Regions from separate parts of the Mus musculus genome. Here all the other regions are linked to region 6. Evidence: chromatin contacts called from public HiChIP or PLAC-seq and promoter capture Hi-C data. All regions are on one chromosome and are shown on one strand. Each heading gives the region's core, a stretch centred on a gene start, on an enhancer-like site or on the middle of the called end of the contact. The rest is flanking DNA. Distances are from core to core; before and after follow the strand shown. Region 1 holds the start of Ccndbp1 (cyclin D-type binding-protein 1). Region 2 holds the start of Zfp106 (zinc finger protein 106). Region 3 holds the start of Ehd4 (EH-domain containing 4). Region 4 holds the start of Tmem87a (transmembrane protein 87A). Region 5 holds the start of Ubr1 (ubiquitin protein ligase E3 component n-recognin 1). Region 6 holds the start of Eif3j1 (eukaryotic translation initiation factor 3, subunit J1). Region 7 holds the start of Vps39 (VPS39 HOPS complex subunit).

Evidence for each region. Promoter capture Hi-C pulls out the DNA fragments that hold promoters and counts their contacts. HiChIP or PLAC-seq counts read pairs in DNA pulled down with a chosen protein or histone mark.
Region 1: a contact with region 6 is called in a promoter capture Hi-C map of liver, with 2.2 times the contacts expected there. The contact joins the promoter of Ccndbp1 here to the promoter of Eif3j1 in region 6. A contact is called at or near these places in 2 of 39 promoter capture datasets (liver and pre-B cells).
Region 2: a promoter capture Hi-C map of liver shows a contact between it and region 6, with 3 times the contacts expected there. The contact joins the promoter of Zfp106 here to the promoter of Eif3j1 in region 6. A contact is called at or near these places in 3 of 39 promoter capture datasets (liver and pre-B cells).
Region 3: an H3K27ac HiChIP or PLAC-seq map of thymic regulatory T cells shows a contact between it and region 6, with 8 times the contacts expected there. The contact joins the promoter of Ehd4 here to the promoter of Eif3j1 in region 6. A contact is called at or near these places in 1 of 39 promoter capture datasets (erythroid cells) and 1 of 115 datasets of contacts at active chromatin or transcription factors (thymic regulatory T cells).
Region 4: a promoter capture Hi-C map of neutrophils shows a contact between it and region 6, with 6 times the contacts expected there. The contact joins the promoter of Tmem87a here to the promoter of Eif3j1 in region 6. A contact is called at or near these places in 4 of 39 promoter capture datasets (liver, neutrophils and pre-B cells).
Region 5: a contact with region 6 is called in a promoter capture Hi-C map of hippocampal neurons, with 2.2 times the contacts expected there. The contact joins the promoter of Ubr1 here to the promoter of Eif3j1 in region 6. A contact is called at or near these places in 3 of 39 promoter capture datasets (hippocampal neurons, liver and pre-B cells) and 1 of 115 datasets of contacts at active chromatin or transcription factors (astrocytes).
Region 7: a contact with region 6 is called in a promoter capture Hi-C map of liver, with 4 times the contacts expected there. The contact joins the promoter of Vps39 here to the promoter of Eif3j1 in region 6. A contact is called at or near these places in 3 of 39 promoter capture datasets (liver, neutrophils and pre-B cells) and 1 of 9 other capture datasets (liver).

The regions. Positions count from the first base shown.
Region 1 is chr2:121,005,774-121,009,660 of GRCm38.p6, reverse strand. Ccndbp1 (cyclin D-type binding-protein 1) reads right to left here and starts at 1,253. Exons shown (of 11, transcript NM_010761.2): 1 at 1,052-1,253; 2 at 884-943; 3 at 539-618. The coding sequence starts at 1,151. Tmem62 (transmembrane protein 62) reads right to left here. Exons shown (of 14, transcript NM_175285.3): 14 at 1,818-2,842. The coding sequence ends at 2,516.
Region 2 is chr2:120,562,239-120,566,326 of GRCm38.p6, reverse strand. Zfp106 (zinc finger protein 106) reads left to right here and starts at 2,468. Exons shown (of 22, transcript NM_011743.3): 1 at 2,468-2,640.
Region 3 is chr2:120,152,329-120,156,021 of GRCm38.p6, reverse strand. Ehd4 (EH-domain containing 4) reads left to right here and starts at 1,447. Exons shown (of 6, transcript NM_133838.4): 1 at 1,447-1,782. The coding sequence starts at 1,547.
Region 4 is chr2:120,401,603-120,405,590 of GRCm38.p6, reverse strand. It overlaps Tmem87a (transmembrane protein 87A), which reads left to right and starts at 1,475. Exons shown (of 20, transcript NM_001110496.1): 1 at 1,475-1,686; 2 at 2,821-2,881. The coding sequence starts at 1,531. It overlaps Ganc (glucosidase, alpha; neutral C), which reads right to left and starts at 1,695. Exons shown (of 24, transcript NM_172672.2): 1 at 532-1,695. The coding sequence starts at 560.
Region 5 is chr2:120,968,087-120,971,983 of GRCm38.p6, reverse strand. Ubr1 (ubiquitin protein ligase E3 component n-recognin 1) reads left to right here and starts at 1,269. Exons shown (of 47, transcript NM_009461.2): 1 at 1,269-1,462. The coding sequence starts at 1,382.
Region 6 is chr2:122,027,100-122,030,646 of GRCm38.p6, reverse strand. It overlaps Eif3j1 (eukaryotic translation initiation factor 3, subunit J1), which reads right to left and starts at 2,067. Exons shown (of 8, transcript NM_144545.4): 1 at 1,923-2,067; 2 at 1,736-1,839. The coding sequence starts at 1,974.
Region 7 is chr2:120,351,784-120,355,461 of GRCm38.p6, reverse strand. It overlaps Vps39 (VPS39 HOPS complex subunit), which reads left to right and starts at 2,325. Exons shown (of 25, transcript NM_178851.4): 1 at 2,325-2,547. The coding sequence starts at 2,475. Tmem87a (transmembrane protein 87A) reads left to right here. Exons shown (of 20, transcript NM_001110496.1): 20 at 1-153.

The DNA.
Region 1 (3,887 bases), core at 4-2,503, 1.0 Mb after region 6:
GTAGACACCTGACAATTATAAAAAGCATTACAAAAAGAAGGACAGCCTTGGCTGTCCTGGAACTTGCTCTGTAGACCAGGCTGGTCTTGAACTCAAGAGAGCAGCCAGCCCCTGCCTCCTTAAAGTGCCGGGATTAAAGGTGTGTACCACCAGCAGCAACAGCAACATCTTAACACTAAAGGGTTTTATATAACAGGTGCTGCTTAGATACTGCAAAGACATTTAACTCCTCCTCTGCTATTTATTGACCTGAGCCTCTAAACCTGCTTACTCATTGGTCAGATGGGGAATATGTATGTGAAACAGCTATAAATCAACAAGGAAAGTTGAAAGTTAAGAGGAACTAACCTGGCTGAGTTTCAGCCTAAATTTAGAAGACCTTTCTAACCCTATGCACCTGGCTATTTACAACAATCCCATGTGGTAAGAACTGTAACCTCGCTTGCTAAGTGGGGGAAATAAGTGTGGCTTGAATGTGAAGGGTAAGAAAACGGGAGGATTCTTAAGGAGAAAATAACCCTCCGGAAGCAAAGCTCACCTGTGGAGATGGCCATGGAAGTTTAGAGAAGTGCGTTGTCAGAACAGTGGCTTCCCCGTTCACTTTCACTGCTGCCTCATCTGGGGGTGTCAGAGGCGGCAGGGGGCCAAAGTTAGTGTTAAAAGGTTAAAGTTACTACTTGGACTTTTTAGATAACGCGTCCCTTTTCCACCCTAATCAACATCTCCAAAACAACTCCAGAAATCGTTTTATATTTCTGCTTCAAGTGCGGAGAATGGGTGGGAGAAGGGATGAGGACCAGAGACATTGTCATCTCAGGGGACAGCAGAGGGAAGGTTAGGATGCAGGGAGATGAGGGAAGAGCCCGCAACGGCAGACACTCACTGAGTCTTCTCCAAAACATTTCTCGATTAAATTCCTCCGCTGTCTCCTGGGCTTCGCCGACTTGAGGAAGGCCGGATCACCCCGAAAGCAAAAGACAGGTGAGAGGAGCCCTGACCTGATGCCCTACATCCCTACCCGGAGCCCGGGATGCAGATTCCCATAACTCACCCCGTACTCGAGGCAGAAGTGACCGTAGCTCCTCTGCTAAGTGCCGGAGCTGCTCCAGAGGCGGAGCAAGGAAGGGGACTGCGGCTGTCGAGCTCGCCATCGCAGGCTCTCTCTGGGAACCAGCTAAGACGCTTAAGCCATTTGGCCCCGCCGCAGTACTTCCGGTGCTGAAAAACTCATCTCGTTTCCGGCAACACACAGCGCGTCCCGCCCCTTCCTTCTCAGTGTAGCGACCCCGCCTTCCCAGACAGCCCGGCCATCCGTCCACGCCTCCCCCCACCCCCAGAGACCCGCCCACTCAGGAACAAGACCACGCCTCCCCACTGGAAACCTGCCCACTCCCCGCTGGCCCGGCCTGGAGACCCAGCCACGCCTCCTTCACCTGCCCTCCCCGCAGATCTAGAGACTTTTTCCAGTCCCTGGCTACACCCCACTACCCCTCCCTCCATGACACTAGGCCACTCAAAAGACCCAGCCAGGCATCTTTTGACCTACTAGAGACCTGGCCACTCTTCTATGTAACTGAGCTTTTCCCCTGTAAATATGTCCGTGGCAGTGCCTGCAGAGGCCAGAGAGGGAATCAGATCCCCAGGACCCGGAGTTACACTGTGTGAGTGAAGGGAATCGAACCTGTGACCTTTGGAAGAGCAGCCAGCACTCTTAACTGCTGACTCCAGCTCCCTGGTGACTCTTTCTCCAAGCCCCCAAACCAGGCCCACTTTCTGGCTCCCATATGTTTATCAACATTGCAGATCCGTTTGTGATATTTCTTTGTTAATACTTATCTTTTATTATTTTTTAATCACATGTAAGTCTGTGCACATATGAATGTAGGTGCCCACAGTGGCTCTGGCCTGGAGCTAGAGTTACAGGCAGTTGTGAGCATCTGACATGGTTGCTAGGGATTGAACTCGGGTCTTCTGGAGGTAAAGTACATGCTCTTAACCACTGATCTCTCCAACCCATTGTTTATGGCTACCATTCATTCATTTATTTGATTAGTTGAAAACAACCTTGGCTAAGGAAGCAGAAAGCCCATGATCGGTGGGGAAACAGGCTGGGAAGTCAAGTCTCAGGAGCAGTAAAGGTCCAGGACAAGTTTCCACAGGCTCCCTAGGCAGAAAATGACATCCTGAACTCCAAGTTCGGGCTGGATGCTTTTCACAGGATGACCCTAATAAACACAGTAGTACCAAGGGACACAGTGACACAGAGACCCCACTGTGGCAATCTTCTTGATTAGGGCTCTTTGCCTCCTGAGGAAGAATCAATTGTTAGACTTTTCTGCAGTCCACACAGCAAGAATCAGTAGTAAACATTTCCAACATTCAGATGTCCAAGGAGTGACTGCTTCCTGAAGCTCACCCACTGATACTGGCTTTCCCATCTGCCACAGGGCAGAGATCTGAGCCACAAATGTGGAGGCTGGACTTCTTCCAGGCTGCTAGCTGTAAGCCATGGACTTCAGGAGCTCAGATGACTTTTTAACTGCACCATGAATATTCCAAGTTCAGTGGAGTTCAATGTCCACACACGGTAAATGAGCACAGGTGTCAGCAATGTCAACCAGGTCCTCAATGGAGAGAATGTAAAGGCTAGGGAGCCATATGTCACATGAAGAAAGTAGCAAGAATAAACCTGCCATATGTACAGTAGAAGTATAAGTAGGTAAACAGGTATAATCTTCCAGTATTTTCCCTGGTGGAGATGAGACCTGAAGCTGTGACCAAAGCAGCGATGTAGCAAACTCCAGCATACGTAAGCCATCAAGGGGATGTTAAAGAACACCAGCTAGGAAAAAGGAGACAGAGCCATTAACTTACCACCATGCCCTGCCCTGGGAAGGGTTGCGTCTCAGTGTTAGTAACTTCTACTAATATGTCTTTAGTTTAGATGTCGGTTTTTTCTTGAGGGTGGAAGATGAGGATAGAACTCAGGAATTTGCATACAGTGGGCAAACACTCTACTCCCGAGCTATGTTCCAACTCTTATATGTCTGATTTTTTTTTTTTTTGAGACAAAGTTTCTGTTTGACTGTCCTGGAACTAGCTCTGTAGACCAGGCTGGTTTCGAACTCAGAGATCCACATGTCTGCCTCCTGAGTGCTAGGATCAAAGGTTTGCACCACCATACCCAGCATATGCCTGATTTTTAATGCATTGATCATACTCTTTGTTAGAGAACAGTTGACCTATAGTTAACTGTGTATTTGCCTGTCCTTTTGTTTACCTTAAAGGTAGGCATGATTTATGTTGAAGTCCCTACTGCAATACAGTTATACTGTAATACAGATATATACAGTGTTTACATTGGAAATGAACTGAGTAATCTCCATAGGCACACAACAGAGCATAGATCCTATGTGAACAGAGTGAAAGGAGGACTTAGGTATCAGTATTGAGGTAGCATTCTGAGTACTAAAATCTAAATTAGATAAAGGCTAAAATCCAGGTGTAGTTGTGTGTGGTTCATATCCATAAAGCACCGATTCCACAGCAGGCACTGTGCTAGGCTCTAGGTCAAAGGCACATTGGTGAGCAAGTAACAAAACCAAAGGGGGTGGGGTGGATGAGGGTGGGATGGGTGGCAGGCTAGGGAGGAGTGATTAAGAGCAATCGCTGCTTTTACAGAGGACCCAAGTTTGAGTTCCAGCACCCACATGAACACTCACAACTGTTGGTAAACATTAAAATAAGGGTTCTGAAGCCCTCTTCTGGTCTCCCAGGGCACTGTAATCACATGACACACAAACATATATACAGGTAAAATACTCACATACATAAAATAAAAATTAAATGGCTCCTAAAGACAGATATGAATACATATATATTACAGA
Region 2 (4,088 bases), core at 1,219-3,718, 1.5 Mb after region 6:
GAGTTTGAAGCCAGCCCAGTTTACAAAGTAATTCTTTGTCTCAAAAGTAAATAAATAAAATTATGGGCTGGAAAGGTAGCTGTTCTTCCACAGGACATAAACTCAGTTTCCAACACCCACCTGGTAGGTAGCTCACGACTATCTGTAATTCCAGTTCCAGGGGATCCAAACCTTCCTCTGGCTTCCACAGGCACATATACAAGGATGGTACACAGACAATCATGCAGGCTAAATACCCATACAAATAAAATATAATAAAAAAAATCAATACTGATAGGAGGTTTAGATAGTGGTTAAAACCCATAATCTCAGCATCAGGAGGTGGAGAGGCAGATTAGAAATACAAAATCATCACCGACTATGACAATATAGTGATGTTGAGGTTAACATTAGCAACCAGAGACCCTGCCTCAAACAATAAAGCCGAGAGGGCTGAGGCTGCCAAGAAGGCTCAGCAAATAAAGCACTAGTTCTCAAGCCTAAGGGCCTCGTTGATTTTGATCCCTAATTTTGATTCCATATAGTTGCAGGTCCTCTGACTTCTCTATATGAGCACTGGGTGAAGCATGTTGCCATACACACACACACAAATACATAGATATACATATATATAAAACCCAAGACACTAAGCAGAAAGGAACATTCATGGAAGAGAGACTAACCCTCACAGAGTTGGGGGAAGGAGGAGTATTCTCAATGATAATGACAAAATTTATTTGTAAGCCTGTATGTTTAGAAACAGGAAGTTAACTTTTCTGGGAAGTCAGAAACGGACCCTTTGCTGATTAGAAAAGTGGCTGCAACTTTAAGGAAATTGAGAAGCGTTGGGGTGTTGTAGAATGTGATAGACAGAGATAAGCACTATTAAGGCCTGTAGCAATGAACTCAGAAGTTTGTTTTGTTAGTCTTTCTTAAATCATTTCTTGAGGGCAGGGAGAGAGAAAATATATGGCTGAATACAGTTAGGATTGGGATAATTGCATATGTATCAAAAGATGGCCTAGTCGGCCATCACTGGAAAGAGAGGCCCATTGGACACACAAACTTTATATGCCCCAGAACAGGGGAACGCCAGGGCCAAAAAGGGGGAGTGGGCGGGTAGGGGAATGGGGGTGGGTGGGTATGGGGGACTTTTGGTATAGCATTGGAAATGTAAATGAGCTAAATACCTAATAAAAAATGGAAAGAAAAAAAAAGGATTGGGATAATTATGGATGTAATACTGTAGTTCTCAATTAGGGACATTTTTTGCCCTCCAGGGGGACACTGGGCAGGGTCTAGAGAGTTGGGGGAACATTATCTTAGAATGCACTAGACAGCAACTGGTAACAGTTATCTGCTTCAAACTGTAAATGTTGCCTGGCATGGTGGCGCGTGCCTTTAATCCCAGCACTTGGGAGGCAGAGGAAGGCGGATTTCTGAGTTCAAGGCCAGCCTGGTCTACAAAGTGAGATCCAGGATAGCCAGGGCTACACAGAGAAACCCTGTCTCGAAAAACAAACAAACAAACAAACAAACAAACAAAACAAAGCAAAGCAAAGCAAAAACAAAAACAAAAACCTGTCAATGTTGTGAAATCCTGGTCTATGGTTATTTTGGTCCTCACTTATATTGGCATTTCTTGAACTATGTCTCTGAACTTAGAGCAAAGCACTTCTGTATGTAATCTCCCTTAAAGGGGAAGTAGAAAAAGCAGCCTAGCAGACCTTAAATGCTTTAAGGACTTGTGATGTCACAAATACACAATTGGAAGAATTCCCTAAACCTTTAGAAGGAATCTGGATTTACACATAAATGAAGGTAGCTGTTTATTTTGATTTGAGGCTTTAACGTATTTATTTATTTATTTAGGTTTTTCGACAAAGGGTTTCTCTGTGTAGCCCTGGCTGTCCTGGAACTCATTCTGTAGACCAGGCTGGCCTAGAACTCAGAAATCTGCCTGCCTCTGCCTCCCAAGTGCTGGGGTTAAAGGTGTGCGCCATCACTGCCTGGCTAGGCTAAGATTTAAATTGAGTTCTGTCCTTTGTTGAAACAGTATCACATTGTAGCCCAGGAACTATGTAACAGCTTTGCCTAGCCTTGAACTCCCGTTACACTCTGCTCTCAACCTCCAGAAGCAGAGGTGAGCTACCATGCCTAACTTGGAATCTATCTGTTCCAAAGTTTCACAAGGAAGGAATAGTTTTGAAATGTAGTCAAGACACTGCCACAGCTTATGGTGGAGGGCTTAGAAAGTAGGGGAAGTCCAGAAAGAGCTTGGAAAATGGGGAAAACAAACAAACAAACAAACAAACCAAGAAAAAGAAGGTGCAGCCAATTGGTTTGTGCAAAAGACCTATCTGGGCTCTTCATCCTTTTTGAGTAAGGCCACTTGTCTGGTGTCCGTTGTTCACTTCTTATGTTCAAATAAAGCTAGATGGTTGAAAAGGGCGGATGGAGTGGGAGGGGAGAGGGAGCGTGCTGAGTTGCGTGCGCCTGCGCGCTTGCGCGATGGTGGTAGTAGCGGCGGCGGCGGCGGCGTCAGTGCCCGGCGGGGAGCGGGTCCCGGGCCGCCGCCGGACCGGAGGCTAAGGGGGCGTCTGGGAGCTCCCTCGCCGGGTCCTCGGCGGCCAGATGGCGTAGGAAGGTCGGGCTGTGAGTGTGAGTAAGGAGGATGCGGCCTGGTTGGGCGTATCGGAGCCCGAGGGTCTGCCCCCTGGACAGGTGGTGGAGCTGCGCCTGCATGCGACCACGCTACGATGCCCCTTCTGACCTGTGTGGGTTTAGGGTTTATTGGCGAGCGGTGCGTCTGGCTTCTGGGCACAGATTCCAGCAAGGGCAATCCGATTCTGTTCGCAACCCAGACTGGACGCGTGGCTCCAGGTTTTTGACCTTTGGGGCAGGCCCTGACCTCTGTCGGCATGGGGTCTAGTCTAGGAGGAATCTCAGCCTTAGTTTAAAAGCTGTAGGTTTCAGGCCAGGGCCATCTCTAGCCTTCCGAGACTAACAGTGTCGCCTCTTTTTCCTGCTTTTGAGGACTCTACTTGTGGGATGCGTCTTAGCAATGTAGTAGCAACTAGTGGAACGGTATGTGTCCATTTAATATTTAGTACGATTTTGGTGCGTAGTGTGGAGAGGAGATTATTGCACCGCCTCCCGTTTCAGTCTGTTAGGTATAGTCATCTTTGAAAGTAACGTAAACTATCTTTTTGGGGAAGTTCCAGATTTCAGTGTTGTGTGTGTGTGTGTGTTTTTTTACCCCAACTTGGAAGCAGATTACAGTTCTAGCCACCATATCGGTTTATATTAAAGTGATTCCAATCACAGACTGATTAAGAGCCAAATCCTGTTCTAAAACTACAGGGGGGAATCTTAAAAGTGTAACGCCAAAAAACGAAAGAATGAATGATCAGATTCATCTACGAGTTACTTAGTATCTGCTTTGCGTGTGATAAGTACATTCAGGTGTGTCTTGGGAATTTAACAAGCTGTTGTAGTAGATGTTTTTGGGTAGTACTTTTTACATGAGGTACTGAGATACTGAGAGTGATTTGTTGAAGTTTTCACGTTGTGGAGTTAGTGAACTTCATCTCCGGTGATGGCTACGCTCATCTCTTTCTGATACACCCAATTAGACATTCTTTTTTTGTTTTTGTTTTTATTTTTGTTTTTTGAGACAGGGTTTCTCTGTATAGCTCTGGCTGTCCTGGAACTCACTTTGTGGACCAGGCTGGCCTCGAACTCAGAAATCCGCCTGCCTCTGCCTCCCAAGTGCTGGGATTAAAGGCGTGTGTCACCATGCCCGGCTTTTTTTTTTTTTTTTTAAAGACTTATTTGTTATTATATCTAAGTACACAGTAGCTGTCCTCAGATGCACCAGAAGAGGGCGTCAGATCTCATTCCGGATGGTTGTGAGCCACCATGTGGTTGCTGGGATTTGAACTCAGGACCTTCGGAAGAGCAGTCGGTGATCTTAACCACTAAGCCTCTCTCTAGCCCCAAATTAGACATTCTAAGCACTCCTTCGAGATCGGACTGAACTACTAGATACAGAAAATAGTAGAGTTTATTTTGATTCATAGTTTTGGAGAGAATCTGGCTTATGTAGC
Region 3 (3,693 bases), core at 198-2,697, 1.9 Mb after region 6:
CACTTGGGAGGCAGAGGCAGAGAGGCAGAGGCAGAGAGGCAGAGAGGCAGAGAGGCAGAGAGGCAGAGAGGCAGAGAAGCAGAGAGGCAGAGAGAGAGAGAGACAGAGAGAGAGGGGCAGAGAGAGAGGGGCAGAGAGAGAGAGAGAGGGGCAGAGAGAGAGGCAGAGAGAGAGAGGCAGAGAGAGAGAGAGGCAGAGAGAGACAGAGAGGCAGAGAGAGAGAGAGAGGCAGAGAGAGAGAGGCAGAGAGAGACAGAGAGGCAGAGAGAGACAGAGAGGCAGAGAAAGACAGAGAGGCAGAGAGAGACAGAGAGGCAGAGAGGCAGAGAGGCAGAGAGGCAGAGGCAGAGGCACAGGCACAGGCAGGCCGATTTCTGAGTTCGAGGCCAGCCTGGTCTACAGATGAGTTCCAGGACAGCCATGGCTACACAGAGAAACCCTGTCTTGAAAAATCAAAATAAAAGTAAAATAAAATAAAATAAAATAAAAATAAACAAATAAATAAAAAACCCAAACCAAACCAAACCCCACCACCACCACCACCAACAACAAAACCACCCTTGCTGCACTGGCAACACCTGAACGATCTTTAAAATGCAATTTTACAACTACTTGCTGAATCAGCTCTGCATTTCCACCAAGTTCAAGAAGTCATTCCCACACAATCTTTCTCCAAACTTTATGCAGACAAGAATCATCTGCAGGCATTTGTTGAGCTGCATCTCTCAACATTTTATTTGGTGGGTCTGTATCAAGAACTAGAGACCTGCATTTTAACAAGCCTCTTGGGTTATTCCTATGCAGCTGGCCTCATTGGCCACACTGAAAATGCGCTAACACTATTTCTCGCTTAGGATACACAGGTGATGGTCAATTATTTCTACTAGTGTCTAGCAGAAAGAGGCCTTTAATTGATCCAGAGTTGAATGGAGGCAGAAGTGTCTGCGCAAATAGATTGAAGTCCATTTTCTCTCCAATTTTTGCCAATTATATCGGTGAGCCTGAGTATCTTCGACAGTAGTAAACAGGGCAATAACCTGCCCCAGGAAAAGGAACTTGTCTGTCAACTTTCTGAGTTTTCTGTCCCCAGTATCCACGTCCGGAGACTTGGGATGAGTCGAGTTCCAGGAGGACAGCCTCCGGTGGTTCATTCTTGCCAGCTCAGACTTGCCCGGAAGCCAACGCCACCTGGCCAGAAGGATGTACCCGGGTAGACGCGCCTGTGTCACCCCGCCTGGACTACACCCTCTCCGGGATCAGCCCTCTAGACCGATGCCGTCATCAATAATTCAAGGATCGCCTTTCCATTGGCTAGAGCTTCCACCCAGTCGCTGGCAAACGCCCAATGAGGAAGGACCTGAGATCGCTGCTGAATAATGAGCGCGCGCCCGTGACGCAGCGGCTGATGATTGGTCGTTGCGGCAGGGGGCGGACCCAGGAGCGGGCGGCGGCGAGAGCTACTGTCGGGCACAGAGAGCGAGCGACGCGGGTTCTGGGGTTCTTACTGAAGTGCGGCGGCGGCGGCGGCAAGTTGTGGGGCGGCAGCATGTTCAGCTGGATGGGGCGGCAGGCTGGCGGGCGCGAGCGCTCGGGCGGCATGGACGCGGTGCAGACGGTGACGGGCGGCCTGCGCTCTCTGTACCAGCGCAAGGTGCTGCCGCTGGAGGAGGCGTACCGCTTCCACGAGTTTCACTCGCCAGCGCTGGAGGACGCCGACTTCGAAAACAAGCCCATGATCCTGCTGGTGGGCCAGTACAGCACGGGCAAGACCACGTTCATCAGGTAATTTGCCTCGTCGGCTCGCTACCCCTCCGCTAGCGCACGGCCTGCCCTCAGGTTACACTCCGAGCTTGGTGGCCCGTCGCCTTCCCGGGTCCCGTTTCCCAAGGCTCCCTCCCCTGAGACCGGCCCCCAGCGCGCTGCGAGCCCCTTCCTTGCTGTTGCCAAGGCCTTCCTTGAGCCTGTCACCCTGGCCTGGGAGTGCAGGAAAGGGAGAGAAGGCAAGGCTCATCATTAGTGCAACCTAGTGCTGAAAGTGATAATGAAGGAATGCGGCTCCTAGGTGGAGAGGTAACCTTCCAGCACAGTGAGAATGAATGAACGAACGAACGAATGAATGAATGAGTGAATGCCACAGTAGGAGTATTGCCATGCCCTAGGTGCCACGTTCCGCCACAGCGGCGGGGCTGCTATCATCCAGCTTTATGGTCTATAGGAAGTTAGCCTACAGTGTAGCTGCCTCACCAGCCTGTGGACTGAAGGGGAGTGTCAGGTTACTGTTTGCTAGTTTCCATTTCTTCACCCTTGACAAACTGAAAATATTTGTCACGGTCACTCTGTCTCCGGAAGCAATAACCGGCTTGCCCTGCAGTTCCAACCACACAGCTTCCTCTAGAGTGACTCGATGAGAAATAATTTACAATGAAACGGACTGCTTTTTAAATGAGGCGTCTATTTCCCTATCTTTGGGAAGAATCGACGTTCAAATCCTTATCAGACGAAGCAAAGTGACTGAACATTTAAGATCTGGATCCTGAGTTTTGGAATTAGAACACTCATCATCATTTGATGTTCAACAGGTGTTCAGAAAACTGCATCTGTCTTGGGGACATGCCATTTCTTTTAGGTATGACCTCCTTTTTTTCCCCTCCTGTGACCTAAAGAGTTCCAAAAAAATAGAAAAGTTGTCACTACAAGAAATATGTTAAATCCAGGCCTGTAGATACACTGTGAATGAACTCAACAAAGGCAATACACTGTAGTTTGAAATGTGAACGAAGAGAGGGGGAAAATAATGTTGAAATTATTTCATGTAATGCTTTTAAATTAGCTGAAAACAGTGTTGAATATGTTAACTCAGAAATGAACCTAGAAATATTACAGTAACTGACAGATGCAAAGGGCTAGTTGAGATGGTGCTTGCCTGTAATCCAAGGACTGGGGAAGCTGGATCATGGTTATTTTGCCTTCCAGGCCAGCCTGGGCTACATAACGCAATCTAGGATAACCCTGACTAGACAACAAAAGACCGTCTTCAAAACAACAGCAATAAGAACAGCAACAAAACCTAGGAAACAAAAACAAAATAAATGGCAAGCAGGTGGTACATTAAGGTCTTGGTAGTCGCAGTTGTGAATTATCAGGATAATATTACAGGAGTGAAGAGAGAACTTTTAAGCTTAGAGCAATAAGAGTATAGCATTTTAAAATGTACTGGTGGCAGATACACAGCAGTCCCACCATTTCCTCCTGTACGTGCCATGGGCCTCACGGTACCTATGCATAATTAGGGAGCCTTTCTTGATTCTGTACTGACCTAGCCTGAAGACAGTGCATTCCTCTGACTGTAGCCTGACTCGTAAACAAGCCTCAGGTAGGAGAGTACAACGCAATTCTCAGGAAGGTGGAGCAATCCTCTTTCCCCGCCTCATATTATTTTGTTATATTCTCATTCTTCTGTGCTTCAGTTTTGAGAAGCTTTGTGGGAGAGGGCTAAAAGGCAGGTTCTGAGATTTGACTCATGGCTCTACTTCTTTTTTTTTTTTTTTTTTTTTTTGGTTTTTCGAGACAGGGTTTCTCTGTATAGCCCTGGCTGTCCTGGAACTCACTTTGTAGACCAGACTGGCCTGGAACTCAGAAAGCCACCTGCCTCTGCCTCCTGAGTGCTGGGATTAAAGGTGTGCACCACCACGC
Region 4 (3,988 bases), core at 226-2,725, 1.6 Mb after region 6:
GAGGAGCACTCGCTTTGGTGAAGAGGTGTGGCTTTCTGCACCTGCAGTTAGTGAGTTCATGATTTTGAAAGAAGCTAAACTATAAAAACAGGTCGGGAGAGATAAAACACACCTAGTCATGCCAAGAAACTTTTATAGTGAAAAAAGAAAAAAAAAGAATAAGAAAAAAAAGAAAGAAATACCCTCATTAAACTCTGGTTTGGCACCGTTTATTTTAATCCAGTGTGCAAACATGAGGAGACCTTGCTGTCTTCCGTTTCCAGTTGAATGAGCCTTGGGGAGGGGCAGCCCGCTCAAAAATCCATTTAAGAGTTTGGAAGGCAACCTTTCCACTGTTAAACTTATCTAATCCTCCTGAAAGTACTTTATGAGAGGTTAGCTATTAACATTACCCAAATCCCCGCAGAACCAATAAAGAACGATGAAGCAAATAGCAAGCATTCAAGGAAGTGCTTTAAAACCTAAGTGAAGCCATCAAAGCTAGAAGGTTGTTTTTGGAGTCCGTTCTTGGGGGGAGCAATTGCCCTTTACCTGATTTCCTCTTTCTCAGCTGCTTCCATGGCACAAGGATGTTAACTCTGCCTGACTCCTAACTCTCAGGCCACAGTCTCAGGCGATCTTTAAAAAAACGGTGACAAGCAGGCTTGCTAAATTATAACCCGTACTTCATCACAGTCAAGAGTCCCCTTCGGGCAGAAGCCAATCTTAATTTTTTTTCATCTGGTATTATCTCAAGCGTAAACCAGCGTCTTTACAGGGATAAAGTACTTGGTAAATATTTCTAGGTTGAGAGTGGCTGATGAACTTTGCTTTTATTGGCGGAGATGTGCTCGCTGCCCTAGAGGTTAAAATCTAAGAGTGTGAGAAACAGGAAGCACCACCAATAAGGGTCAGTCTTAGTGGCTGTCACTCTACAATACCGAAAGCTGACCTGATCTCTCCTCACTTTTAGTTTCGAATGGGGAGTACAGTCTGGATCACTGCTGGACGCTGATGTCGCCTGTCAAACTATGCTGCAGCTGCCCCACAGTCTTTCAGGGTCAAAAGGGACTTTGGAGCTAATGAATCGTTTCTACTTCAGCCCCGTCACATTCCAGGCTCTGTTGCCACAGCTCGACAGCCAGAGAACTCAGTACTTGATGTCAATCATGCATCCAGTGTGCGCGCTTCTACAGACGTCTGGCCTGCGCCTGACCTTGACTTGGAAAGGATGAGGGGCGGGAAGAAGCAGGAAAAGCAAAGCCTTGGCCGCTGCACTGAGTTCCTTTAAGGGCTGGAAGAACAGAGGGAAGCACTAGACCTCAAAACTCTGCTAGTTCACCTCCAGGCCACGATCGCAGGGAAACAGGAGGACGCCTGCGCAGTAGACTCAAAGTTTCTGGGGCGCTCTGAGCGTCTGTGGGAAGAAGCACAGTTTCAAGGACCCGGATAATCCCGCCCACAAAGTAGCGCCGGAAGAGGGTGGGACGAGCCGGAAGAAGGCGGAACTACCTAGCCGGAAGAAGGCTCAATACTTTGGGTAGGCGCTTCATGGCTGTGAAGATGGCGGTGGCTGCGTGGCTTCAGGTGTCTCCTGTTATTTTTCTTCTTTTAGGGGCGCAGCCGTTCCCATTATCGTTTCTTGGTGCAGGTCCGGCACCCGTGTTTGCTGCAGATAGATCGAAGTGGCACATTCCGATGCCGTCGGTGAGTGTTGGGGTCGCTACTGAGCCTGAAGGGGGTAAGAGGTGGGGCTACGGTGGCCCAAGGGGTCCAGGAAGATTTCTGGAAAGTCGGGTTCCCAAAGTGAGTGGAATACCCAGAGCGTCCGTGTAGCTGCCGACGGGATCCCACCTGCCCTGAGCTGAGAGCTGAGCTATTTGCTGTAGGCGAGGAGTGTCAGGGGCCAAGCGTGTTCTTACCGGGAAAGTAACAGAACTTTAAGCATGGAACAGGAGAGAAACTTAATACACAGGGAGAGATAGTAGTTTCTCTTTCAGCTAGAATGTTACAAAATCCAGTACTAGGGCTGGATGAAAGGGAGATGTGAATAGAAGTCTTTATTTTTAACTCGTGTGTGTGTGTTTGTAAAAATAGTCCTACGGATGAAGGGTTTTGATTTGGTTTAAACTTGGAAACGTCTTTTGTGATTAGGGGACTTGGAGATTCAAAAATGCATTTTAACATGGGAATAGCCAAAACGAAACAATTCTAAAATGTTGTGTAGTAAGGATAGTCTTTTGTTTGGATAGTTAACTGATAAGTCGACCCATTTTAGAATCTCGTTTGACTTAGTACAGTACTTTGAACCAGAAAAACCAGATTTTGGTGAGAACTGCTTTAAAAACCATTAGCCATTTCGTTGACCTTTTTGCCTTTTTTTTTTTTTTGTCCTGTTCACTGTACATTTATATGGCAAATATTACAGGTTGTATTCATGTTGGTAAAGGGTTTTGGGCTTTGAGTTGTAGTTTTCTGTTTGTTACTGAAATGATTAATAGTTAAGTCCTTTTACATGTAAAAGTAAAACTGCTGAAAGTTTATTCAAAAGTCGGTTGTTCTGAGGGATGATTCGTGAGTAAAAAAGGAACTGTCCAGCTCAAGCCACTTTGAAGTTAGGTTGAAATTTGTAGCAGCCTCCCACTCAAGAGTCCCTGCTCTGTGGCCTGTAGGGAGCGGCAAGAGCCAATAGTTAGGATATGACTGACTTTCACTAAAGAAAATGTTGTTACTGTCTTTTTGATTAAGAAAATTTTGAATATTTTATAAATGTAGGTATTCATATTCTGCCTTGAAAATCGAAATGCCCTGATGTTAATTATCTTCCCTTTATCTTTTCAGGGGAAAGGTTATTTTAATTTTGGAAAGATTCTTTTCAGAAATACTACCATCTTACTGAAATGTGAGTTTCTAAACTTCATTGAGTTATTCGGATCTTTTAAACTTAGAAAATTATTCTCTACCCTAGTTTGCTTCTGTGTGCGCGCGCGCATTTGTGTGCATGTAGGAACATGTATGCATGTGTGTGAAGGTCAGAGGTCAGTTACTTGTGTCTTCCTCAGTTGCTGTCAGCCCTGTTTTTTGAGACAAGGACTCTCTCCTTGAACTTGGAGCTTGAGGTTTGGCTAGACTGGCTGACCAGCCAGCCTCAGGGATCTTCTTGCCCGCTTCTTTGGCACTGGAATTACAGGCATGGATTTTTACATGGATGCTAGGAATCTGAACTCAGGTGCTGATGCTTGCTGTGACAGGCAGGCATCTTACCAACAAAGCCATCTCCCTAGCCCCTTAATGTATTTTTAAGTCCAGAACTTTAATAACCTGGCACTGTTTAGATAAAAATATTTAATTTATAAGTCCTATCTGTGAGCAATATTCTGAGTACTTATATGAATTTTTATTGTCTTATTGTTTTTCAGTTTGCTGTTATGTATAGATACACTATTATATGTAGCTTATATTATATATTTGTATTACATACTTAATGTATACTTTATTGAATTCATATTGGCTGTATGTTATACAGTGTGTATGTATATTTATGTACATAAATTATATTTTTAATCATAGTTAAGTTGAATTATATTTAATTTTGTTTGTAGAGTGCTTACATCATTTTTAGATCTGTTCTGAGTCAGGACAAGATTTTGTGCTTGTGTGCTTGTTAGCTATTTACTGAAAACATGGCCCAAGATTGTGAGACCATTGACTAAGATACTCAGTATGTTTACCAAGGGAGTGTTTAACACTTCAAGGAACATTGAGTTCAAGGATATTACCAGGAAATAGGGACTGTATAGAAGAAAGCCAGTTTTTCTAGTGAGAGAAACAAAAGATCTGAAGCCAAACTGTGCTCTGTTTTTGAGATGGGGATAGTATTCTAGATCATCACTGTCATGTGACTTTGTTTGTTTGTTTGGAGACAGAGTTTTTCTCTGTAGCTTTGTGACTGTCTTGGAATTCACTCTGTACACCAGGCTAGCCTGGAACTCACCGAGATCCATCTATC
Region 5 (3,897 bases), core at 20-2,519, 1.1 Mb after region 6:
ATAACATCTTAAACATTTTTCCTTTCTTTTTCTCTTTTTGAGATGGGGTCTCACCACATAGCTCTGGAGTAGACTAGGCTAGCCTTGAATTCAGAGATCCACCTGCCTCTGGTTCTGGAGTGCTTAAAGGTGGGTGCCATTACACCAGGCATAAACAGCATTTAAAATGAAAATTAACTCGGTAAACAAATGTTATCCAAAATGTGAGAATTTCCAAATTTCTTAAGTTCCAATTTAATAGAAGGGTAGGTGTGTTTTAGTTCTGCCTCTATCTATAGTCAGTCATGTGTTGCTTTGGTTGGTGTATGTGAAGAAAATTTGACCTTACAGATCTAAAAAAAAAAAAAAGCCAGGTGGTGGTGGCGCACACCTTTTTAACCCCAGCACTTGGGAGGCAGAGGCAGGCGGATTTCTGAGTTCGAGGCCAGCCTGGTCTACAAAGTGAGTTCCAGGACAGCCAGGACTATACAGAGAAACCCTGTCTCAAAAACAAAAACAAAAAAACAAAACAAAACAAAAACAAAAACAAAACAAAACCCACTTCCATGGCAGGTGAGATGGTAGAAAACCAATCCCCTCAAATTGTCCTTTGATCTCTAAACATGATCCACACACACACACACACACACACACACACACACACACACACACAGAGAGAGAGAGAGAGAGACACAGACACAAGTCGCTAAAGTATATATATAAATTTAAAAAGGGACCAGGTGGCTGACATCTGTCACTTGGAATGCAGAGGTAGGAGGAATGCGTGGTATTGGAGGCTATTATTCGTTTCGTAAAAACTAAACCAAACTAAACAAAAAACAAAAACAAAAACAGAGGACACTAAATTAGCTCTTTATCACCTTTGTCCTCCAACCCTGGTCTTGGCCTTGGGTGTTTTCTCTTGGTTCAGAGCTATTCCTTCGCACTATGCATAGATGCACAAATGCAGGAATTTGTAGTCTGTGGCAACAGTTTCCCCTCGATGTTTCCGTACATCTACCTTGTTCTTTTCATGGGGTATTCCATAACGGGGATGTATTCAGTTTGTCTTCCCTTACCGACGGATGGACTAGGTTTCTCGGTTTTGTCATCTCACCACCCCTGCCCCGGGGTTAAGGGATGGCGACAAAGCTGTGAGGTCTTCCCTCGGGGATCAGCCCTGGTGGAGCAGGGCTAACTAACCATCAGGGGCGGAAACCTCCGGCTTGGCAGGTCGGCAGCCTGCTTCCGGGAAGCCGACCGGAAGCCGCTCCGGGTGCTGCGACAAACCTGACTTCAGGGGCCGTCGTAAAAGTGTCGTCCCTGTCGCGTCGGGCCGGCCACAGGTTTCCGCTAGCTGGCGGCCGGGGGTCGGGAACTGCGGGCGTTCGTTTCCCTTAAGATGGCGGACGAAGAGATGGACGGCGCCGAGAGGATGGACGTCAGCCCGGAGCCTCCCCTGGCCCCGCAGCGGCCGGCATCGGTGAGTCTTCATCTGCTAGCGCCTTTTGTCCTCTCCACCAACAGCTTCCCACCGCGCCTGGGAGGGTTTGGGGCTCCGCTTTCTATGGCGGCACTGGGGAAGGGGAGTCCTAGGATTGAAGGATCGACCCTCCCTCCCCCGATAAAGTTAGTCGTCTCCTACACACATTCCTGCCAGCCAGGTCTACGGAGTTTAATGACTGTCATCTATTAAGTCTCAACGTGCTCAGACACGCATGTCTCTATTTTGAAGTAGAAAGAACTCGTGCACATTTAGGTGGGTTTGATGTAGGAGCTGAGATGAGGTTGGAGAAGGCCATTTTTCGGTAGACGCATTGCTGACCCCTCTTGTTGATAGGCATCGGGACCCGGACCAGCACCTGGTGTGATATAGCATTGTCGGGTGGACTTGATAGTGGCAGTGAGTGTTGCGGCTGGCAAGGCATGGCCAGATATCCATTATTGCAGCGTCTTGAGAACCTTCGATCTGGCCCCCAGTGAGGGAAATTTGTCATTTGTCATGCCTTTTATATATGAGAAGGGACATTTCAAACGAGAGAATACTGGAATCTATACTTGGCTATTAGATTTTTGAAGGGCTGAGAAAGGAGAGGTAGAATAAAATTGAGTCAACAGTCTGGCTGCGTGGAGAATACGAACAGAGTAGGCTGAAAGGTGGGGTAATGTTCACAAATGTTCTGATGTGGTCCCTTCAGATAACTAGAAGGGAGGGAGGTCCTTAGGAAGTACTCACTATTGATCACAACATGTTTTATCAGTTTGTCTATAGCTGCATATGGAAAAGTGTGGGAAACATACCCGCACCCACGCAAACCCATTGTATATACACATACCTGTTAGTGAAGTTGTTTGTAGTTTTAATAAACTCATTCTTGGCTTACTTTACCCCAGCAGACTCTAGAACATTATTTTATGAGACAAGAGAATGACTCAGAAATAAGTCAACCACGGAGACTAGAGAGAATGTCTGTAAGATAAAAAACCATCAGGGACAGAGTTGGAATAAGACTATATGCACTAGATCAGCACTTGGCAGTCTTCCTCCTCCATCCCAAAAAGCAGTTGAAACTCACTTCACCACTGGTAATGTAGCTTAGATGAAAACAGCTAGAAAATGTTTCCAAGTAGATAAACTGGTTTGTTTGTTTGTTTGTTTGTTTGGTTGGTTTTGGTTTTGGTTTTTTTAGTGCTAGGGAGAAAACTCCAGGCCTTATGCATGCTAGGCAAGGGCTCTTCTTCTGAGCTATAGGTTAAGATAGAGAGATCATTTACTTTCAGGAGTTCCAGGCAAACCCCGGACTAGACTGTGAAACTCCATCTAAAAACAAAAATAGAAAAAAAGATTCATAGATAGAATCATGTGCTTTTTTTGTTTGTTTGTAATCTAGTGCGTTATAGTCAGAATAGTTGTAGTTTCCTATTGCCAAAGATGAGTAATGTTTATTTAAATCGTTGCTATGTTAATTCTTTCCCACTAGCACTGTAAAACCCCATTAATAAAACCATAAAACATCCATTACTTTGGAATTGGAAAAATGGTATAGAAATTGAGCAGGAATCTGTAACAAACATGTCTTCAAAGAATAATATATTTCTTTGGGCAAGGCTTTTTAAACTTTACAGAGAAGCAAGGAGTGGTGTCATGTAGCCTCAGGGAATTCAGCCTATAGATAATATAAAAGATGAAGAACTTAGATTCAAGATAGGGTGGTGTAAGTGGATACAGACCGATGACCGTGAAGCCTTTATTTTTTGGCTTGAGCCCTTTTTGCTTGACCCCAGAGTTCATCCTACTTCCTGTAGTTTTTCCATCTGCCCTTTCCCATTTCATTCTCCCTATTTAAAACTCTTGTGGTTAAGCCAAGATTGCTCAGTTTGAGTCTTCAGCACCCCACCACTGTTTGCTTAATTTGTATCTCAAATCTCTGTTGGGTCTTGTGGAAACAAAATAACAAATATAGGACAGCTACAAGATCTAGTAAAGGCTTTGTTCTCATTAGAGTGCTTTTCTAGTTACAGTTGCTGATTTCTTTAAACTAAATTGCCTTTTTTAAAGATACAAGGTTGTTTTAGTAACCTTTCAGCAAGGTCTAAAGTCACTTAACAAGTAAGCAGCATGAAATGATAGGGCTAGCAAGATGGCTCAGAGCTGCTTCCTGCATAAGCTTGGTACCTTGATTTGATCATTAGAACCAATGAAGATGTGGAAGGAGATAACCAACTCTACAAATATGCACTTTGACTTCCACATTCATGCTGTGGCACATGTACATATCTGCCCCCACACAATAATAGTAATAATTAAAAAAAAAATAGAATGATCGGAAAAAGCAAAAATAAAATGAAATAATAATTGAGAGTTATTGGACATTTGTACAAGATATTGCTTAAGATTTACCAAGATAAAAATAAATA
Region 6 (3,547 bases), core at 818-3,317:
CGAAAGTAAGTCTGCACTGAAAGAGTGAGTGGATACGTGGATTTTACAAGTAACTCACCTCTAAGTCTCCCCAAAGTTAGCTCTTACACTTATCAACTTACAGTGGTTCTCACTGTGGGTCTCCAACAACCCTTTCAGAGCTCAGATATCCTGCATCAGATATTTACAATTCATAATAGCAGCAAAATTAGTTATAAAGTAGCAAAAAATAACTTTATGCTTGGGAGAGGTCACCACAACATGTTAAATACAAGCTAAAAGTTCACAGCACCAGGAAGGTCCACAACCACTGTTAAGTGATACGAATTATAAACATCAGGAATGACACCATTTACATTCCATAACCCCAGGTAGATACTACATGGCATCATTACTGAAAGCTTTAAACAACCTTTTGGCATTTATTCCCGCCTCCTTTACTTTCCCCCCACTGTCCCCTGTTTTGTTTTAAACTTACTCCCATCTCTTGACTTTTTTTTTTTCCCAAGACTTATTTATTATTACATATAAGTACACTGTAGGAGGGCATCAGATTTCATTACAGATGGGTGGCTAGTGGTTACTGGGATTTGAACTCAGGACCTTCAGAAGAGCAGTCAGTGCTCTTAATCGCTGAGCCATCTCTCCAGCCCAACTTTAACTTCTTTAACTTTATAAGATGTCCTAACTTCTACTTCCTAGGAAAAGTGAAAAGTCAAAACTGAAAATCTGCCGTGATAGGATAATATAAGGTCGGTAACAAACCATGCCCAAGTGTATACATACAATAGATAAAGAAAGCACGTAAGTAGCCAGTCAACAGCACTATTATTAACTTCATTATTAACTTCAATGTACACAAAGATCACTTCATTCCTCAAATTCAGGCTGTCTGGTAAAGTAGACATACACTTCAGCAAAGTTCAGAGTAAAAATGAAAAATCCAAACAGTATATCTAAAGCTGTAAGATGAGCCCGTGAGAGTTTTTAAGAACAATAAAGGTGAATAGGACTCGAATTTACAATACAAAAAAAAAAAAAAACAAACAAACCACTGGCCCCTGGTCTACCACAACCACCAACTCTTTGGGGTTTTTTTCTAAGCCTGTCTGTCCCTGTGTAGATGAATAACTGTTAGCTCTGTTTTTCAGAGTTCACAGTTCTGTCCACTAACCCGATGGTTATCTCAGTGCTCTCAGTTCATCCTTCTTACCACAGGGTGGGGGAAGGGAGAGCTAAAAGTTGTTTTACTACTCCAATTCTAGTTTAGAAAATTCAATGTATTTTCTCCATCTAATCGCTCAAACGAGCTACCGGCCTTCACAATCATACCTAAGTTACTGACACATGGGAGAGCCGAACTAGGAAAAGCGGATCCACGACTTTCCATATGGGACAAACACTGAAACCGAGTTCCCGATCTGTTCGCCTAGTTTCGGTGAGAGGTTCTGGACTGCGAAGATAGCACGTGGGCCGACCGGACTGCTGCTGTCACTTCTCGTCTCCAGTTAGGTTCCAGGCCAGAGAGCCGACCCTCGGTGAAGGGCTGGGGCCCAGGCGGTCACCACCCTCCGCAGAGTCCGGCCGGACAAGCTGCCGCCTTGCTGCCCACATGGCCGTCCAGCCGAGGGAACCTCCGGGCCGAAGCTCACGCGGGACCCACGGCCCGCAGGCCCGGGCGGCGCCCCGGGGGCCCGATCTCCCCGCCCGCAGCCGGCGCCCACGGGCGTAGCCTGGCTCCCGGGCCCGAACCTACCTTCACGTCCTCGTCCTCGTCCTCGCCTTCCCAGCGGTCCCCGCCGGCCGTGCCGCCGCCCGCGACCTTCCGCACCGGGTCCTCCATAGAGAACGTGTCCGCGTCTACGGAAGAGAGCGAGTCGCGTTAGTACCCGCGTGGGAGCGGGGCCGCCACAGCCCGCATTTGGGCCGGAACTTCTGCTCACCCCAAGAGTCTGAGTCCCCCGCCGCCGCTGCCGCCGCCGCCGCCGCCGCCATCTCGAACCGGGGGTGAGCGTGTGCGATGGGAAGAGCTGCGAAGAGTTAGCGCGGCAGAGGTGAGTCACTGGGCTGGCTCTCGTTGGCCCGCGCAGGGCAGGCTGGGACAGTGGCTGACTGGGCGCCCGGCAGAGGCTCCGCCCCACGGGCGACGCGCGCGGCAGGGGCGGGGCGGGCGGGGTGGGGCGACGCTGGGCTGGGAGACGCGGACCAGCCTGGTCCCCCCAAGCCACACCCCTCACCCCCTCATCCCCCACCCCCCGCGAGAAGAGAAAGGAAGTGCGCACGCGTGAGTCGGGCGGTGCTCGGCTAGCGAGTGGGTCTTCTAGTGCTGGCTGATCGTGAGCCGGCAGCAGGCGAGCAGCGAGGAGGAAGTGGACAGGGCAGATATCCCGTGGCCTCCTAGCATTCGGGCACGGAGATGGAAGTATACTCCAAGTCTCCCTGGTTCTCCCTTCCGGTGATCACCCGAAGTCCTGCACGGTGATTGTTTTGGCGAAAACATTTCGGAGTTCCGTGGTCCGTCCCAGGCTTATTCTAGTTTGTCCTCAACACAGTAGCAAAATAGTTATGTAAACAGATTTCGACACAGTGCAGTGGCTGCAACAAAAAGAAGCATTATGAGGTTAGATGTTAAAAAGGTAGCATTAACGACGACGGAAGTTTCAGTTTTCTGCCCGCGGTAGGCACTGGTGAAGCTGGAGTTTGAGAAACCAAGTGACTTGTGCTCCGGTGCATTTCTGGTAGAGAGAAGGCTTGTGGTGCTCATCTGAGTGCATTCTAACAGGTAAACTGATAAAAAGAACCTAAAAGGAGCAAAATTCTCTCCCCCTTGGCACAGGGCTTCCCAGTAAGGACATTAAGAAGGAAGGAGCTAGTTTAGATATTGTCTGATTTTCCAATATATTCATTGTTTTTAAAGTTTTTTGTTTTGTTTTGCTTTGTTTTTAAGACAAGTTTCTCTCTGTAGCCTGGGCTGTCCTGGAACTCGCTCTGTGAACCAGGCTGGCTCCCAGGTGCTGGGATTAAAGGCATGAGCTTAGGTTTTAAGTCTTTAAAAAAAACAGACACACATCAGCCATTCTTAGTACTTTCCGTTTCTTGTGTATTTTTCGTCTACAAGTAAACATTTTATAAGGTGGTCTTTCAAGAAATGTTCTACCGCAATTTTTTTGTGTTTGTTTGTTTGTTTGTTTGTTTTCGAGACAGGATTTCTCTGTGTAGCCCTGGCTGTCCTGGAACTCACTCAGTAGACCAAGCTGGCCTCAAACTCAGAAATCAGCCTGCCTCTGCCTCCCGAGAGCTGGGATTAAAGGCGTGCGCCACCACGCTCAGCTGTTCGACAGCATTATTAAAATGAGAGATGACGCTCTATAAAAGAAAGCATCCGCCCAGCGTGGTGGCACACGTGGTGGCCAGCCTGGTCTACAGAGTGCCAGGACAGCCAGGGCTACACAGAGAAGTCCTGTCTCAAAAAACCAAAAAAAAAAAAAAAAAAAATCCATTTATGATTTTACAAAGTACCTAGTACATAAGTATAGGATAAAACCAAGAGCCTCTGCCTTCCTTGCAT
Region 7 (3,678 bases), core at 1,076-3,575, 1.7 Mb after region 6:
GCTTGGAGACGGCCTATAACATCACCAGGGATGGGTTCACTTGAAGCACTGTATTTCAGTTTTGATCGTTTTATCCAGTTTTGCCTTCCCTAAATTTTTGTTCTACATGAAAAGTTCATGCCACTTTTTAATATAAAAATTTTAACAAAACTAGTGTCTCTCTCATTTATTTCAAATTTTCCCTTCACACCCTTCTTTCAGACCCTAGTAGAGACTTTCTTTCCATGACTTTTACTACAGATTATCTTATTTTCTGTTGAAACATATGACACACCAGAGGAGGGCACCAGATCTCATTATAGATGGCTGTGAGCCACCATGTGGTTGCTGGGAACTGAACTCAGGACCTCTGGAAGAGCAGTCAGTGCTCTTAACCTCTGAGCCATCTCTCCAGCCCATTTTATTTTTATTTATTTATTTTTTAAAATACAACCCAGAGCAACCTTCCCAGGAGTGCCAGTAGGCTGGGCTTTCCCATATCAATTATTAATCAAGAAAATGCCCCCACAGAATTGCCTACAGGCTAATCTGATGGAGACATTCCTTTTAACTGAATTTCCTAAGTAACTCTAGCTTATATCATGTTGACAAAAAGCTAACCAGCACATCATAGTAAAATGTTAATAGCATTTAGGGAACATTTCTCTACAGCTTTTTGCTGTGGTGGCTTTTTGAAATCTACCTTAGGTAGAACCCTTAAAGAACAATAATAGGAAATAAGGTATTGTCTTAAGGTTTTACTGTTGTGAACAGACACCATGACCAAGGCAAGTCTTATAAGAAACATTTGATCAGTTGATCCCATTCTGGATTGATTGAGTCAAACGGATGTTTTAGTAATGTCTCCAGGTGCAGTGGCCTGAAACATTTGATCAGTTGATCCCATTCTGGATTGATTGAATCAAACGGATGTTTTAGTAATGTCTCCAGGTGCAGTGGCCTGGAGGCCAGGACAATGACTCTGTAAAGTGTTTGCCACACAGCATGAGGATCCGGGTTCGTTTGGATCCGTGTCATCCATGTGACAAAGCTAGTGCCCTTAACACTGAGACTAGAGACAGGTGGGTCCCTGGAGCTTACTGGCTTGCCAGTGAGCTAGGCTGGCTAGTTGTAAAAGGGGTGGATATGTCTCAGAAACGAGCAAACAAAAACACAGGCCATTTCTCATAATGTGGAAAACAGCTGAGGAAGACATCTATCTGACCTCTGACCTGAAACATTGGTCAGTAACAGTGGCTCGCCAGAAGTGCTTACCAGATTGCATCTTCATTAATGTATCTGACCTTTGGGCGGGCTTCTCTAACATCTCTTGCAGGTAGATTCTGAGGTTGCTTCCCAACATCCTCCAGTGCACACATAACAGTCCCGTATGCAATCCCTAGGGGATTATGCCCGGGCTAAGGAACATTAGCCTATAATGGCTTTCCTGTTCAAGTGTATGAACTTACTTGAGTTCATACTACTCTCCAAAGTTTGAGTAAAGTTGGAATGAGGTCTGAGCCTGAATTTTTCAAAACTTGCTTGACTAGGCACTAGGAGAGAATCACTGGTCTACAGCTTTAACAATGTAAACCTAAGGTACAACTAAGAATTAGCTGAAATGTAATGATGGTACTGAAGCAATCTATTGACTGGCTAGAGTGTGTCAGACTTGACAGATGTTCACGATTCTAAGCAATCTTATTTTGAAGAAGGTTTTGCAGAGTATGAAAGTAAGGCCTGCAACAATCTATTTCCAAAGAAAAAGAAAAGCCAAATTTCCTAAGTGGTATATCTCCAACCCAAGACTGACGCCAAGGCAGAAGTTCCTTTTTCCTCCGTGGTTGGGAGGGCTGGTTTTTGAGACAGGGCCTCATGTATCCTAGGCTGGCTTCAAACTTGATACGTACTGAAGATAACTCTGAACCTCCTGCGTCCTGGGATGTCAGGCTGCCATCTCTCCTGACACGCAGCCCAGTGAGCTAAATTCCTCTTTATCGCGAGGTCTTCACTAAGTTGACTGCCTAAAATCAGTTTCTCGGGCTGGCGAGATGGTTCAGTGGTTAAGAGCACTGACTGCACTTCCAAAGGTCCTGAGTTCAATTCCCAGCAACCACATGGTGGCTCACAACCATCTGTAATGGGGTCTGATGCCCTCTTCTGGTGTGTCTAAAGACAGCTATAGTGTACTCATATAAATAAAACAAATAAATAAATCTTTAAAAAAAAAAAAAAAAAGATCAGTTTCTCTTCTACCACCACAAACACCAAGGGACTCTGAGCAGCTGGTATGGATGTGAACTCGGGTTGGGGGCGGAGCTTCTGCTGCGGAAGGGGCGGGCTTAAGGCAACAGGAAGTCCGGCGGCGAGGATGGAGTTGTTGCTGAAGGCCCTGTAGCAGGGGTCCCTGGTGGAATACGAGTCTTCCCTGTTTTCGGACGGCAGGCTCCTCCCAGCAGCAGGGGCGGGACAGTGGCGGTGAAGCTCCCGCAGCCATGCATGACGCTTTCGAGCCGGTGCCGATCCTGGAAAAGCTTCCCCTGCAGATCGACTGCCTGGCTGCCTGGGGTGAGCCGCGGGGCCTCGGGTCAGGGAGGCAGCGGCCCCTCACGCCGAGCTATAGAGAGGCAAGGCGTCTGACCCTGTGGGTGGGCTGCGGACGCAGGCTGTCAGAGAGGGCGGACGTGACTGGACCCCGGGCGGCTTGCGTGATTGCTAAGGACAGTCCATTTGTGGACGCTCCGCGCTCTCTCTTGTGCGCTATGCAGTTGGAGGCTGAGCTCACATTATTAATGTGCTCTGTTGGGGCCCATTTCGGTTCCCAAGAAGTCTTGAGTGAAAAGGGCAAAGCCTGCCAGGTGCTTCACCTTGTTAAATGATTGCGGTGTGTTCTAGGTGACAGACAATGTTAGCACCGTATGCTTCAGAGCATTTAGTGTTCACTTAGTTTATTTTTCCTTTTAGTAGTTAGCTCATATAACTACCTTATGTCGTGAGGTGCCCAAGTTACCTGACTGAAGTGGAAGAGCATCATAACAGATTGCTGTGAAACCTGACCCATGCGACCTTGTATACTTTTTCTTGGGATTGACCAATGCAGAAAGCAAGGTCAGCATCCTTCATGTTTTCTGGAGTTCAAGAACGTAAATCTTGGCTCTCAGGCTACATCGAGTGCTTTTCTATGCATCGTTATTACCCATAACAGGCTACGTAAAAATAATTCAGTCTTTTCTGTTAATGTCCATGCCCTAAATATCAAGAAACATCAAGGGCCCATACAAAGGTAAAGTTCAGAATCTGTACGTAGAGTTTACCCTAAGGAAGGCACCACGATGGACCACAAGGAAATGTTGATGGTGACCAGTGTGCCGAGCATCTGTTGCTAGCGCTTCCCAGGCATCCTTGCAGGTTCTTTGTGGCCTCCTTAGAGGGATTCACATCTTTTTTTTTTTTTTTTCCCTGTGCTCTTCTTTGAGCAGCCCCTAGCCTCTGTAAAATAGTACCTCCAATGTAAACTGATGTAGTCCTTTGAATTAGGGAGAGAATAGAACCCAATTTCCTACAGCCATCTCAAGAAAACCTCATTTCCTGGAGGAAAGTGCTCTCAATAGAGAATAATACATGGAGGGGTTCATTTCTCTTTTGTTTCATTAAATATGTTCTGGATACCCACCTGTACCGTTCTCTCTACTATGGACA